Regions from separate parts of the Zea mays genome. Here regions 2 and 3 are each linked to region 1. Evidence: chromatin contacts called from public Hi-C data. All regions are on one chromosome and are shown on one strand. Each heading gives the region's core, a stretch centred on a gene start, on an enhancer-like site or on the middle of the called end of the contact. The rest is flanking DNA. Distances are from core to core; before and after follow the strand shown. Region 1 holds the start of LOC542103 (SET domain protein SDG117). Region 2 holds the start of LOC100216613. Region 3 holds the start of LOC100193142 (Dof zinc finger protein DOF2.1).

Region 1 (3,913 bases), core at 101-2,600:
GGACAGTCCGGTGCACCAGACCAGGGTACACTTCGGTTGACTTTGCTCTCTTACATTTGAATCCTTTTTCGGTCTTTTTATTTGTTTGTTGTGAGCCTTTGGCACCTGTAGAACTTATAATCTAGAGCAAACTAGTTAGTCCAATTATTTGTGTTGGGCAATTCAACCACCAAAATCAATTTAGGAAAAGGTGTAAGCCTATTTCCCTTTCACACATATAACTAGGGCTGGAAACGAGCCGAGCCGAGCCAGGCTCGGCTCGGCTCGGTCACTTCGCGAGCTCGGTAATAAGGCTCGGCTCGGCTCGATATAGGCTCGCGAGCCGGCTCGGCTCGCGAGCCTGTACACTCAAGTTAATTATAGTCGTTAGTTCAAATTTGAAGCATAATATGTTCTATATAATAAAAAATTATGTCCATACACTCTAGTTCCTTGTGAGTTGTGACCAAAACAACACACCGGTCACTGGATCTAGATGACTGGACACTAATAAACAAACTGACAACTGACAAGTGATAGTTGCAGTAGTTTGGACCGAGCCTCGAGCCGGCTCGCGAGCCTCACCGAGCCGGCTCGGCTCGGCTCGTTAGTGTAGCGAGCCGTGGAATTAGGCTCGGCTCGGGCTCGTTTAGGCTCGCGAGCCTCAACGAGCCGAGCCGAGCCTGATCGAGCCCGAGCCGGCTCGCGAGCCTCGAGCTTTTTTTCCAGCCCTACATATAACAAATCATATGATTACATAATTTGGTAGCTAGACAAATGATAGCTAGAAAATGTTTTATTTGTTAAGATGAGCTCTATTAAATGGTTATAGTTGTATTGATGCGGATATATTTTACCCATGGATAGACGAGTATGAGTAGTACCAATCTATACCAGTCTGCCTCAATAGGTAAATACTCTTGCCTATTAACATATCCGCAATTAGAGAAATCACCTCGTACCCGCTTTCATATCGAATATTCGGTGCGCATTACCAGCTGTGGTTGGACCTCATCTTCTCACACGGGAAGATTTGTATGGACTGCACTGTGCTCATTCTAGTTGGGCCATCCTTTCATATATTGCTTTTCTGGTTGGATTCCTGCAGGCCCTCTTTGCTAGACCGGGCTGAATAGCCGTTTTGCAGGTCCAAAGCGCCCAAACGGTTAATCCCGATGAGGTGAAATCAATTGGCGAGTTTTCTAATTTTTTTCTCTTCTCTGTTTTCCTTCACCGGACTACCAGGGGCGAATCGCGGACGCCGCCCACCTCCCCCATCTCCTTCCCCAGCACGTCGCAAACCCTTCGTCGCCACCCCCGCCTCCCGCCGCGGCTCCCGTCGTCGCGTGGCCGTCGCGAGCCACCGCTGGCGTCTCTCGTCCGGTTCTCTGAGTCTCGGCGACCTGTTCCTCCGCCGAGTTCTCGGGGCCCTGCTGTCGCCACCGCCGAATCCTGCTGTCCTCGCCGCAGCCGGGGAACGCGGTGTGTTGCGGGAGCTGGCACCGCCTCCTTCGAGGTGCGTCGTCACGGAGGGTAGTTTCCGTTTCGTCTCCATCTCCCCAAGGATCGGTCATGGTCATGCTCAGCTTCGTTGGGATTTCTAAGACCGTTGAGCATTCTGCCGAGCCTATGGTCCCAATCCATAACCGAAATCGCTTCATGGATCCTAATGGGCGCGTCGAACATCTCGGGGTTTCTATTTTCACTGGCACAATTTTATTGCACGTTGAAACATATAGTTAGGGTTTTATGACAAATGTATTTAATGGCCATGGTATCCGTACGAAAATGGCACTACATTTTGTACAGTTTTGCATGCTTACCATATGCTGTGCCCTCTTGAAATTTTGGTGTAGCTAGACCAGGAGAGAGAGTCGCACTGTGATTTCATGCATGTAATTAAAATGGACTTTAATTGCATGGTACAAGCCAAAATGTGGTATGTTCGTTAAATTGCTTGGGTCAGATTCAAACGAATCCAGTATATTTTATGTTCCTGCTGGGAGATCGTTACTAGTCTGTGTATTTGTGTGACAGGGCTGTCATATATAACCAGCTATTTATTTTGTGATGCCAACTGTTGAATACACTACTTTCCCTGTTTCTTTTTAACGCTTGAATCAAACCTCTCACTCCACATCATGCTTCAAAAGACGTTTGCCTAGGCGCTAGGCCTCACCTCTTTCGTGTAGTTTCCACGTAAGCAGCCTTGGTGAATATTTTCGCCTGCCTAATCACGTAGGTACAACTGTTGTCTGCCTAGCATAGCACTTTCAAGAACACCATGTTTAGCATGGGAGAAGATAATACTCTTCTGTGTATTTTGAGAGGATATTGTCCTTTTTTGCATGGGTAGTGCTGTCACTCCACACATTTGTTAAATAGAAAAATCATCATAAGTTGCATATATTATTTTCTGTTTCAAATGCAACTCTGTTAGTTTTTTGTGTGATTTTTAGTTTTTTCTTTTTCCTCTATAATTGTTTTCTTTCGAAGCACTGCATATACTCTAAACAACAGTTTCCTACTTTTTCTATGTAGAACTAAGTCAACAGTCTTTATGGGCTTCATGCTAGTAGATGATAGTTCCTGGCTTCCTGCACTGCTTTTGGAAGACCTGCCTTTTCAATCATAGAGGATTGGTAGACCAGATCCTGGCAAAGCAATGCTGATGGACCCTCCTGTTATGCAAATGGACTGCAAGTTGAAAAATGCTATGGATAAAACACCACAAATCGCCTATGATAGGAAGCTGACCGTCTCACATGATGATTATGGGTGGGCAGGCTCTGATGTCCACCTAAAAGATGATACAATAGTATGTAGCCCTGTCGATCTTAGCGATGCTTGTCAATCAGGCATGGATCGGGTATTAGATTCTGCTTCCAAAAATTCATCTCTTAATTTGGGCGATTTATCTCAGGGGACAGAACTAAGAGAGAAGAATAGCGACAGTTCTTACTCCGATGTAAAACTTCAGTTAAATTTAAGTGCTGGAAATTATAATGGCTTGCAAACTGATGATTATAGCTTTAATAAACAGAGTTTTGGTAAGAAGGATATGCATCATCCTCAGGAAGAGATACATTCTTCTCCCAATACAATGTCATTACCAAGTCCATGCAGACTCAATGGAGACGTCACACCTTGTGAAGCGGAGAAAATAGCAGAGGATCGTGGCAAAGTAGATGGGATTGTAGATGCTGTAAGTAAGGAAGTCAAAACTGACTTGGTAGGATGCCATGCACGGCAGGAAGAATTGCAATGCACGCTCCAAGATCTATCAGAAATAGCCTGCAGTATTGATTTAGTACGTAATAAATCTTCTCCACAAGAAGAGAAGAAGTCTGTTTCCCCTTTGAATGACATGGGCCATAATGTGGATAACAATAGTTGTAATGGTGATACCAATTATAAAGGGCAGGAGCTCAATATGGGGAATGTTGGAGATGAGGATCATGCTGTAGCACTTTGGGTGAAGGTACATTTTTCTTTATTTAAATTCGTTTTGGGGTTATATGAGCAAGTACTTGTCATGTTTCAGGTTCCAGAATCTGTGCATTTAGTTTTAGTAGGTACACCATGTATTATTGGGGTGGCCAACTCATAGCTCTGTTATGATTTTCTAATTGTAGTCTTAGTTGTAGCTTTATTCCAGTTAAACAATGGTATGCTTGAATGGTCCATGTAAAGTCTCGTTTTCTTTATTAGTCCTAAAAAAGGTAACTTGAGATCGAAGGTTGAAGCCTTAACTAAAATGGTTAGACGAGGCTTCTTTTCATATATGATCTTAGAATGAATACTGTCCCATGTCCTATTAAACATTTTTGTTTCATGACTCGGATAGAATTTTGTAATGTAAGGATTGTCCCCCTAAAAGTGGTACCCTTGCTTTCTTCTGTTTATTCAGCTAAATATTGTGTATTTATATAAA
Region 2 (3,621 bases), core at 1,038-3,537, 530 kb before region 1:
TGACTAACAGATACACAAGCTGGCCGTAGAGACGGAGCCAAGGCCTGGCCTGGGCAGTGCCGGTGTGGGTGCCTGGGGCCTGGGCGGTGCCGCTCGGTCGCGGAGGCGTGAGCGTGGTTGGTGCCCGTGCCTGAGAAGCGCCGGCGGAGGGCGGTGGCCGGGCGCGCTGCGTGCTGCAAACGAAGGCGTGGAGCCGTGGAAGGTGGAAGGGCTGGGGCACCGGGCTCCCAGCACGGACGCACGATGATCTCCTGGCGGCCGACGCAGCGGCTCTCATCTCGCAAATGCGGCGCACGCCTAGTTTCTGTTCGAGGAATCGGGGTTCGCCGATGCTGCGCTCGCCTGAGACCCGACCTGCTCGGCCGCGAAGCCCGTCCACGGAACGAACGAACGAACAACCTCAGTCTAGAACCGGACTCGACTGATGAGTAATGACTAACCCGATCCAACCCAATCCACTCGAATCCAGGCGCAAAACAGTAGTGTTGTCGTCGCTAGGGAGACGAAGAAGAACCGCGACGCAATGCTCACCTGCCTCCTGGAATTCCCCCGATCCTGGACGGATACAGCAGCACCCGACCGGGGCTGCCTCCGCGTGCGTCGTCCCACTCCTCCACGCCCCACGGAGATCCAGAGGTCCCTCCTCCCTCTCGCACGACGACGGTGGAGGGGGCGGCGGCGTACGAGTGAGGGCAGGGGAAGGGAGGGGGAGGCCTTGAATCCTGGACGTGTCCGCAGGGGTGTTCTCGGATCCTGTCACCGCAGCACGGGACAGGGGGAGCAGGGGCGGCGGGTGCGAACAGGGGGAGCAGGGGCGGCGGCTCACGCGGGGTGGGAGAGGGGGAGGCGGGGGACGAACGTGGGCGTAGAGACGATGACGAACGTGGGCGTAAGCAGGGGCGGACGGTGTAGATTTACAGAAGCGATTGGACGGTGTAGATTCACCGAGGGCAGAACCAGGGGAGGCAGCCTACCTCTTGCAGCCTTAATAGGTAGTATAGATTATGTAGTTTTAGTTGTCTCTTTTAATTAGAAAACCGTTAAAAAAATAAGGGATGTAAATATCCTAGAAAATGGGTCTATGATCAATTTTAAGGGGCCGTTTGTTTTTTTCAGAATAGAGACATGAAACAAATTCTAACCAATTTACTTCTCTAATTTATATAAGTTTTGATCGCTCTTAAACGATTTCGAGTTTATTTCTGTACAACCGAACGTAACCTAATTCTTTTGAGCGACACATGTGTGGTTACATTTTTTTTTGAAGTAATACTTGCAAAGCCCCCATCGATAGAGTGGTGGTGGTACTGGCATCACGTCTCAAATGCATCATGACCGGTTTCACGTCTAACGTCCCTATATGTTTAGGATAATGATCGTGCCCGAGTTCATGTGGGGGTGAACTTATATGATGGAACTTAGAATTTCTCCGGTGGATAGTGTAAAATATAGGAGAACTGTATATGACATTATTTAACATTATTTACTGAGTGAAGTTTGAAATAGTGTCCATTCTCCAAGACCTAATAATCGTGCTCGCAAGTTCATCATCTAAAACCGGATTCAGGTGGGCGCGAACACAGAACACAGGATTATGGAAAGAACAATGCCCGTAGGCATACCGCGTACGGATTGAATGAATGAACAGGCTAGGATGTCAGTGTCCCGGTCAACTCACCTCAAGGGAATTCGACCAAGGGGCCTGGAGCTGGAGGAAGCAATGGCGTCGGCATGCCCAAGAAAGGTGATGACCACTCAAGTGGGGGCGCTCATTCGCCGGCGCCCCACAATCTGCTAAAGCCGACGGGGAATACTAACAATCGAGACCAAAACGATCGGCGCCCGGGCCGGGCCCTTCCTTCCCTCTGCCCGAGTGCCTGCTGGCTGTTGCCTTGCCGCAGCGGTTGCTTTGATCCGATGCAACGTCCAAAAGCAAAAGCAACAGCACGTAGTAGGCCACAGGGGGACACGGGGGTGAGTGAGTGAGAGAGAGAGAGAGGCCAGGCGGCTGCTGCAGCAGAGTGCAGACGTGCCGAGACGTTATTCCAAGCTCGCATTGAACTGCTCCAAAGGGATCCCAAAGCGCCAGCCTTTCTCGCGGCCCGACGAGGGAGAGGGAGGATGGGGCGGCAGCGGGCATCATCATGCCATGACAGCAGCTGAGCTGAGTGAGAGTCGGCTCGTGATGAAAAACAAAATCGCAAAGTAATCGCTCGGTTCAAACCGGCGCCTTCAGCTCCCCATCATAAAACGACCAGCACTCCCCTCGGTGCCCAAGAGTGCGACACCCAAACGGCCGAACCATTTTCTTCGAGGGAGAGCGTGGTGGTGGCATATATCAGCAGCTAGCAGCTTGAGAGAGCGCCGAGAACCAAGGATATGCCTGACCCCACGGTCTACTACCCCGCGTCCTCCAACGCCGTCCTGCGCGCGCGGGCGCCTTCCACGACCGCCAAGGGCTCGTTCGGCCCGGTCTTCGCCGTGCTCGCGGCGATCTCCTTCCTCGCCGTGGCCGCCTGCGTCGCCGGCAGGCTGTGCGGGCGCCGGCTCTCCAGGAAGAGGTACGCCGCCGACCAGGACTCCTACGCCTCCGACTCCGTCGGAGGCGACCTGGAGAAGGGCGGCGGATTCGAGATCAAGTGCCCGGCGATGAAGCCCGTGGCGAGCTCCCGCGCCACGATCCACGACATCGACGACGGCTTCGAGATCAAGTTCGCGCCGGGGAAGCCTCCGGCGTGGAAGAGCGACGGCAAGCTTGCTGGCAGCAACAAGGGGCGTCAGCTTAAGCATCAGCAACAGCCCCAGCTCGTCGGCGTTCCCAAAGGCTACGCCGTGCCAAAGGACTACGCGGGCTTCAGGTACCCTGCTCAAGCTGTGGCTGTGGCTGTGGACGGGCAGGGGCAAATAAGGGGCGGGGCGTTCGTTCCAGCGAAGCCTGGCACATGAGCGAACAATAATGTAGCGGCAGCTTTTTAGGTTCACGAGACTCGATCGATGTATCACGTACAATCTCTCGTCGTCCCTCGGCGGACGACGGCGTTTTACATCTTCAACTCTAGTTTTTGGGGGCGCAGTGTGCAAGAGTTGGAACCCTCCGCGAACTAGTTCCAGGCACCACTTCCATATCGTATTTTGTACATCAACCCATTATAAAAGCAGTGAAGAAGAACATCTCATTCTCCAGTGACATGGCATGGCTTGGCTTGGAAGCATCAATCGTCGACAGGGTCCTGAGGAGCTTCGGTAGCGTTCCGTTTTATGGTGATGACGGGGCATTCGGCATGCTTAACGCAGAACTCGCTCACCGTGCCCACGAAAACCCTACATGGAGTCCATTCAGACTCGGTGCATGTAAATTCCATGTACATTTTTCTTACTGAAATTAATTCCGTAAATAGAATGCAGCGACAAAAAAAAACTTTTGCGTAGTCTCGATAATCTACTAGTACCATCCAGATACTAGATGAATAGACTATGGTAGACTATAGTATGTTTGAATGCACTAAAGCTAATAGTTAGCTGCTAAAATTTGCTGAAGTCATCCAACAGTCTAGCTAACAATTCAGCTATTAGCTACTTTTAGCAAATTAATTAATAGTTAGCTAGATATTTTTACCAACA
Region 3 (4,145 bases), core at 1,137-3,636, 600 kb before region 1:
CAGGTGCTCGCCCAGGTCGGCCGCGTACCGGAGCGAACTCAGCGCGTAGCACTCGCCGCCGCCTGGGATGCCCAGCATGCCCGCCCCAGCGAAGTGCGCCTCGGAGCTCGCGCCATCCAACGAGCCAGCGGCGGCGCCACCGGAACCCGCGAGGATCGGGTCGTACTTCCAGTCCAGAAGGCCGAGGCTGCAGAGCGGGTCGGCCGCGGCGGCGGGGGACGGCGGCGGCGGCAGCTGCACGCCGGAGAAGGACAGGTGGAGGCCCGTCTCCGCCACGTGCCGTGGCTGCATCGGCGTCGCGGCGGGATGCTTCTTGGCGCTGGCTCGCTTGTTCTTGCGGCATCCCCCACCGACCGGGACGTTGCGGAGCGAGCCGCCCTTGGTCCAGTAGCGGCGGCACGTCTTGCAGAAGTAGCGCGGCTGCGAGAGGCTGTAGTTGTTGTAGTAGCAGAACTTGGTGTGCGTCGACTCGCACCGGGGGCACTTGAGCGGCTGGTCGTGCTGCGGGCGCAGACGCCGGTGATCCGCCGCCGCGGCGTGCATGGGCGGCCTAGGGCATGCGATCAGTTCCGCTGACGGTGAGGACGACGATCCGCCCATCCCAGGCTCCTCGGGGACGACGATGCCCTGAAAAGCACGAGACCACGTTTGTTGCATAGTGATCGCAAATCATGATGAGCCGTGCAGTGACAGAATGGAAGCCTCGGAATGCGTGAAAGAGGTGCGTGCAAAAAGATCCAGAGATTATTATGGTTTTCATGATGGAGGCATCATGTAGATCAGAGTTTCTAGATCTCTGATCTGCCAATGGTGAATCCGTAGCTTTTGAAATCACGTTGGTCAGTCTCTGTTGCCTGGCCGCCACACATCTGATCCTTTGCGCGCGCGTAGTTTCGTTTTTTTATTGATTTCTTATGCATTATGCAGGCACTTCCTATAAACTCGTACTAGATAGAATTGTCAGTGAGATTACATAAAATCTTGTGCTCGTTCATCATGTCCGCCATGGCGCCATCATGTATTTGAAGAATGGTCTCATCGTGCTGCTAGGTAACATCTGGTCTAATTAAGCTTGAAAACACATAACATGATAAGAACATCGTCTACCGTTCATACATATATGTGCTTATTACTTACTAGTTATCATTAACAAAAAATAGTGTTTTCCCTAATAAAATTATGGTAAAATATCGACAAGTATATTTATTCACGTTGTTCTTTTCACGTGTTATGTCGACAGTCAAAGAGATCGATATACACGGCTTTTGCAGTGTTCTAAAGTTAAAGCCATGTAGATCAGATGTACTTGTTCAGATCTCTCTTTATCTCTCTTGTTGCTTTTGCTTGCAATTAATATATGGGTAAGAATCTGACGGTAGTGCAGGTGCAGTACACTTTATTATACTGTTTATGTGGTTGTTTCCTTTGTGTTTTTCGACATATTTGTGAGCAATAATCCTTCCAGAGTTTCATCGGTTAGTTTCTTTGTTGGTTTAAGTAAGATATAACGATCCTTGTGGACCTATTAATTGGATATCTCCTGTGATCGATCATAGTAGTTTCATAAAGGTTATTATTACGATCTCACTGCCTTTGATCAGATTAAGTCTACACTAATAAACAACCATTATTGTAGAGAGAGCAGAGACATACAACTTAGTAGTACGTTATGACAAAAAAACAACAGATAATTAAAGAGATATATAGCGCAGAGATCAACAAAGAGAGGAGCTAGTGAGCTGCCAGAAAGGAATTATATATGTTAGTACAAGAACCCAGGTATGTGGTCACGGTATATACGTACCTTGAGCCAGTCGGAGTCCATGCAGATGTGCATCGTCGGCGGTGCCCCGGCCATCATCGTCGGTCGATCACCAGCAGCAATATGATCTGACTACGACCTAGCAACGAGCAGCGACGATCAAGGTGTGTTCTACTTCTCTGCTGCCAAACAGATCAACGAGCAAACACGCAAAACCTAGCTACGACACACACCAAAAGAAATACGTATAAACACACAGCTGGTAGCTAGTAGCTACTACTTGATTGATTACCCTACCTGATCATATTATAGAGCACTAACTGAAATTCCTTCTTGCCGCTGGTGCCTGCCTTGTTGTCGATCGACGAACTGGAAGGTACGCAGCGAGGACGGTACGTCGGAGGAGACGATAGATGCACCGATCGAGCGACGCGCGATCGATTTGCAGCGGCAAACAAACCGGAAGGCCGGGCGATCGATTTGCAGAGGAAGAAGAGAGGATGGATGGATGGATGGTGGTGCCGGCGGCTGCTGGTGAGGAGATGTGAATAAGAAGGGGAGGAAAAGTTGCGCGCCCGAACCCAACCCCAACTCCCACACCGGAGTGATTAGCAGGCGGGTTTTGGTGATAGATCGAGAGCGAGGAAGGAACTGAGGAACGCAGCAGTAGTACTGGTACGACAGAAGCGCTAGCAGGCGGCAGCAGCAGGCAGCAGCGTGCCGGGCGGTGCCGGTGCGTGGCTGCGTGCATGTTGCTGGGCTCCGCGCACCACGGGCCGGGGCTGGCCCACGGTGTCGGGGCCAGCAGCGCCCGGCAGCGTGGCGGACTGGAGCGCGGTGAGTGGACAGTGGAGACACGTCCGGCAGGAGGGGAGACTAGGAGAGGAGAGGATGGGAGGAGAGAGAGAGAGACGGAGGCCGGAAGAGTGAAAGGCGGGCGGCCTAGCTCGTCGCGTCGGCTTCCGCGCTGCCGGCGGTCCCCGCAGCTGGGTTCCTTGAGGCCCGCGCGGCCCCCGCCGCCAGTTCGCATCCCGAGGCGTGCGCGGTTGTCGTCGGCCGGGCCCGTCCGTCTCCGTCCTGGTTCGGCGGCCATCCATGATCCATCCCTTCACTTCACCAGCCTACCCCTACGCTACTGGCTGGCTGGCTGCTCACCATCCACAGGCCAGTGGCTATTGATCGGCTGTGCGCGCGTGTGCGTGGCGTGCTGGTCCAATTTATTTCTTCATTTATTTTGTTACAAAAAAATGACAGTGATATACATAACATTTGTTTATGCTCTTAATATGTCATGGAATTTTTTTAGAGAGAGAAAAAAATGTATATTCTAGCTACTTAGTAGGATAAAGAGAGGTACTGTAGTAGCTCTCTCTAGTGGATCAGAATACTTGATGCGTCACCGTTACGAGACGGCAGAATGTCAGTTTGAGCAAATACGCTAGCCGCCTAGCCGGAAAGGCAGAGTGACGTGGCTTGGATTGTGGTGATGCGTAGCCAGGACGACACCACTCCGGCCACGTGGAATATTTCGGTCCCAGTGAGGAAAGGCCAGAGACGAGAAAACCGACCGAAAAAAGCGCACTCCAACTGGGCCCATGCGTCTTGACCGGATCGCTGCTTCGACCGTCGTCGGCGGCGGCGACATTGAGATATGCGCCGTAGTTCCAAAAAGTACGTACGGCGAAAACGGATTCCTAGTCTATGTACGTAGTACGGAGTACAGTACGTATGTATGGCGGCGGGCGTTATGGGTGAGATTTTTTTTCTTCTTCTTGGGACTGTTCAAAAGCATGTTTTTGTGGGTCCAGCCGGCCGGCCATGGCCATGGTTCGAAAGGGGGGCATGTGTGGGAGCAAACAAGAGACAGATATAGCAGAGCCGAAGCATCTCTCCCTGTCGCCTCTTCTTCCTCTTCCGGATTCAAATGTCGTTTGCTTTGCGCTTTAAAGCTTGCCTTTGCGAGCTCGCACCCCGCAAGCAAGGTATCCGTTCGCATCCCCCCTCAATAACCTAATGATCTGTGCGACGCAATGCACGCATGCCCATCGGCGTCAGTCCGACGACGACTACCACAGCGTTTCCGTTCCAGCGCGCTTGCCTTGCCTTGCCGGCGTCACTACTGTCACAGCCTAATATTGATCTGTGCACCGCACGGTGTCGCATCGCGTTCTCACGCTCTGCTGTGTTCCGGCCGGTGTGGACGCGTGGCAGTTGCTGATGTTCGATGCCGGCTTGTGAGTTTCTGCGAAGAAAACTCGGGCATTTGAAACCACCGTGCTCACTGCTCACCCAGTCACCCCTGCTGCAGCTAGCTGGTCGACGAGCTCTGCATGCATGCAGGCCGGCCGGTAGTTTTGTCAGAACGCAGGATTTGTTAAGCTGC

Evidence for each region. A called contact is a pair of places that touch in the nucleus more often than the background predicts.
Region 2: a Hi-C map of tassel shows a contact between it and region 1, with 3 times the contacts expected there. The contact joins the promoter of LOC100216613 here to the promoter of LOC542103 in region 1. A contact is called at or near these places in 3 of 25 Hi-C or Micro-C datasets (ear, endosperm and tassel).
Region 3: a Hi-C map of tassel shows a contact between it and region 1, with 2.5 times the contacts expected there. The contact joins the promoter of LOC100193142 here to the promoter of LOC542103 in region 1. A contact is called at or near these places in 2 of 25 Hi-C or Micro-C datasets (ear and tassel).

Annotation. Positions count from the first base shown.
Region 1 is chr4:166,037,321-166,041,233 of Zm-B73-REFERENCE-NAM-5.0, forward strand. It overlaps LOC542103 (SET domain protein SDG117), which reads left to right and starts at 1,351. Exons shown (of 12, transcript NM_001358411.1): 1 at 1,351-1,495; 2 at 2,521-3,460. The coding sequence starts at 2,645.
Region 2 is chr4:165,502,539-165,506,159 of Zm-B73-REFERENCE-NAM-5.0, forward strand. It overlaps LOC100216613, which reads left to right and starts at 2,288. Exons shown (of 1, transcript NM_001143026.1): 1 at 2,288-3,182. The coding sequence starts at 2,380. The coding sequence ends at 2,946. It overlaps LOC100283256, which reads right to left. Exons shown (of 4, transcript NM_001156158.2): 4 at 2,966-3,321. The coding sequence ends at 3,213.
Region 3 is chr4:165,437,953-165,442,097 of Zm-B73-REFERENCE-NAM-5.0, forward strand. It overlaps LOC100193142 (Dof zinc finger protein DOF2.1), which reads right to left and starts at 2,387. Exons shown (of 3, transcript NM_001138300.1): 1 at 2,060-2,387; 2 at 1,805-1,901; 3 at 1-627. The coding sequence starts at 1,861.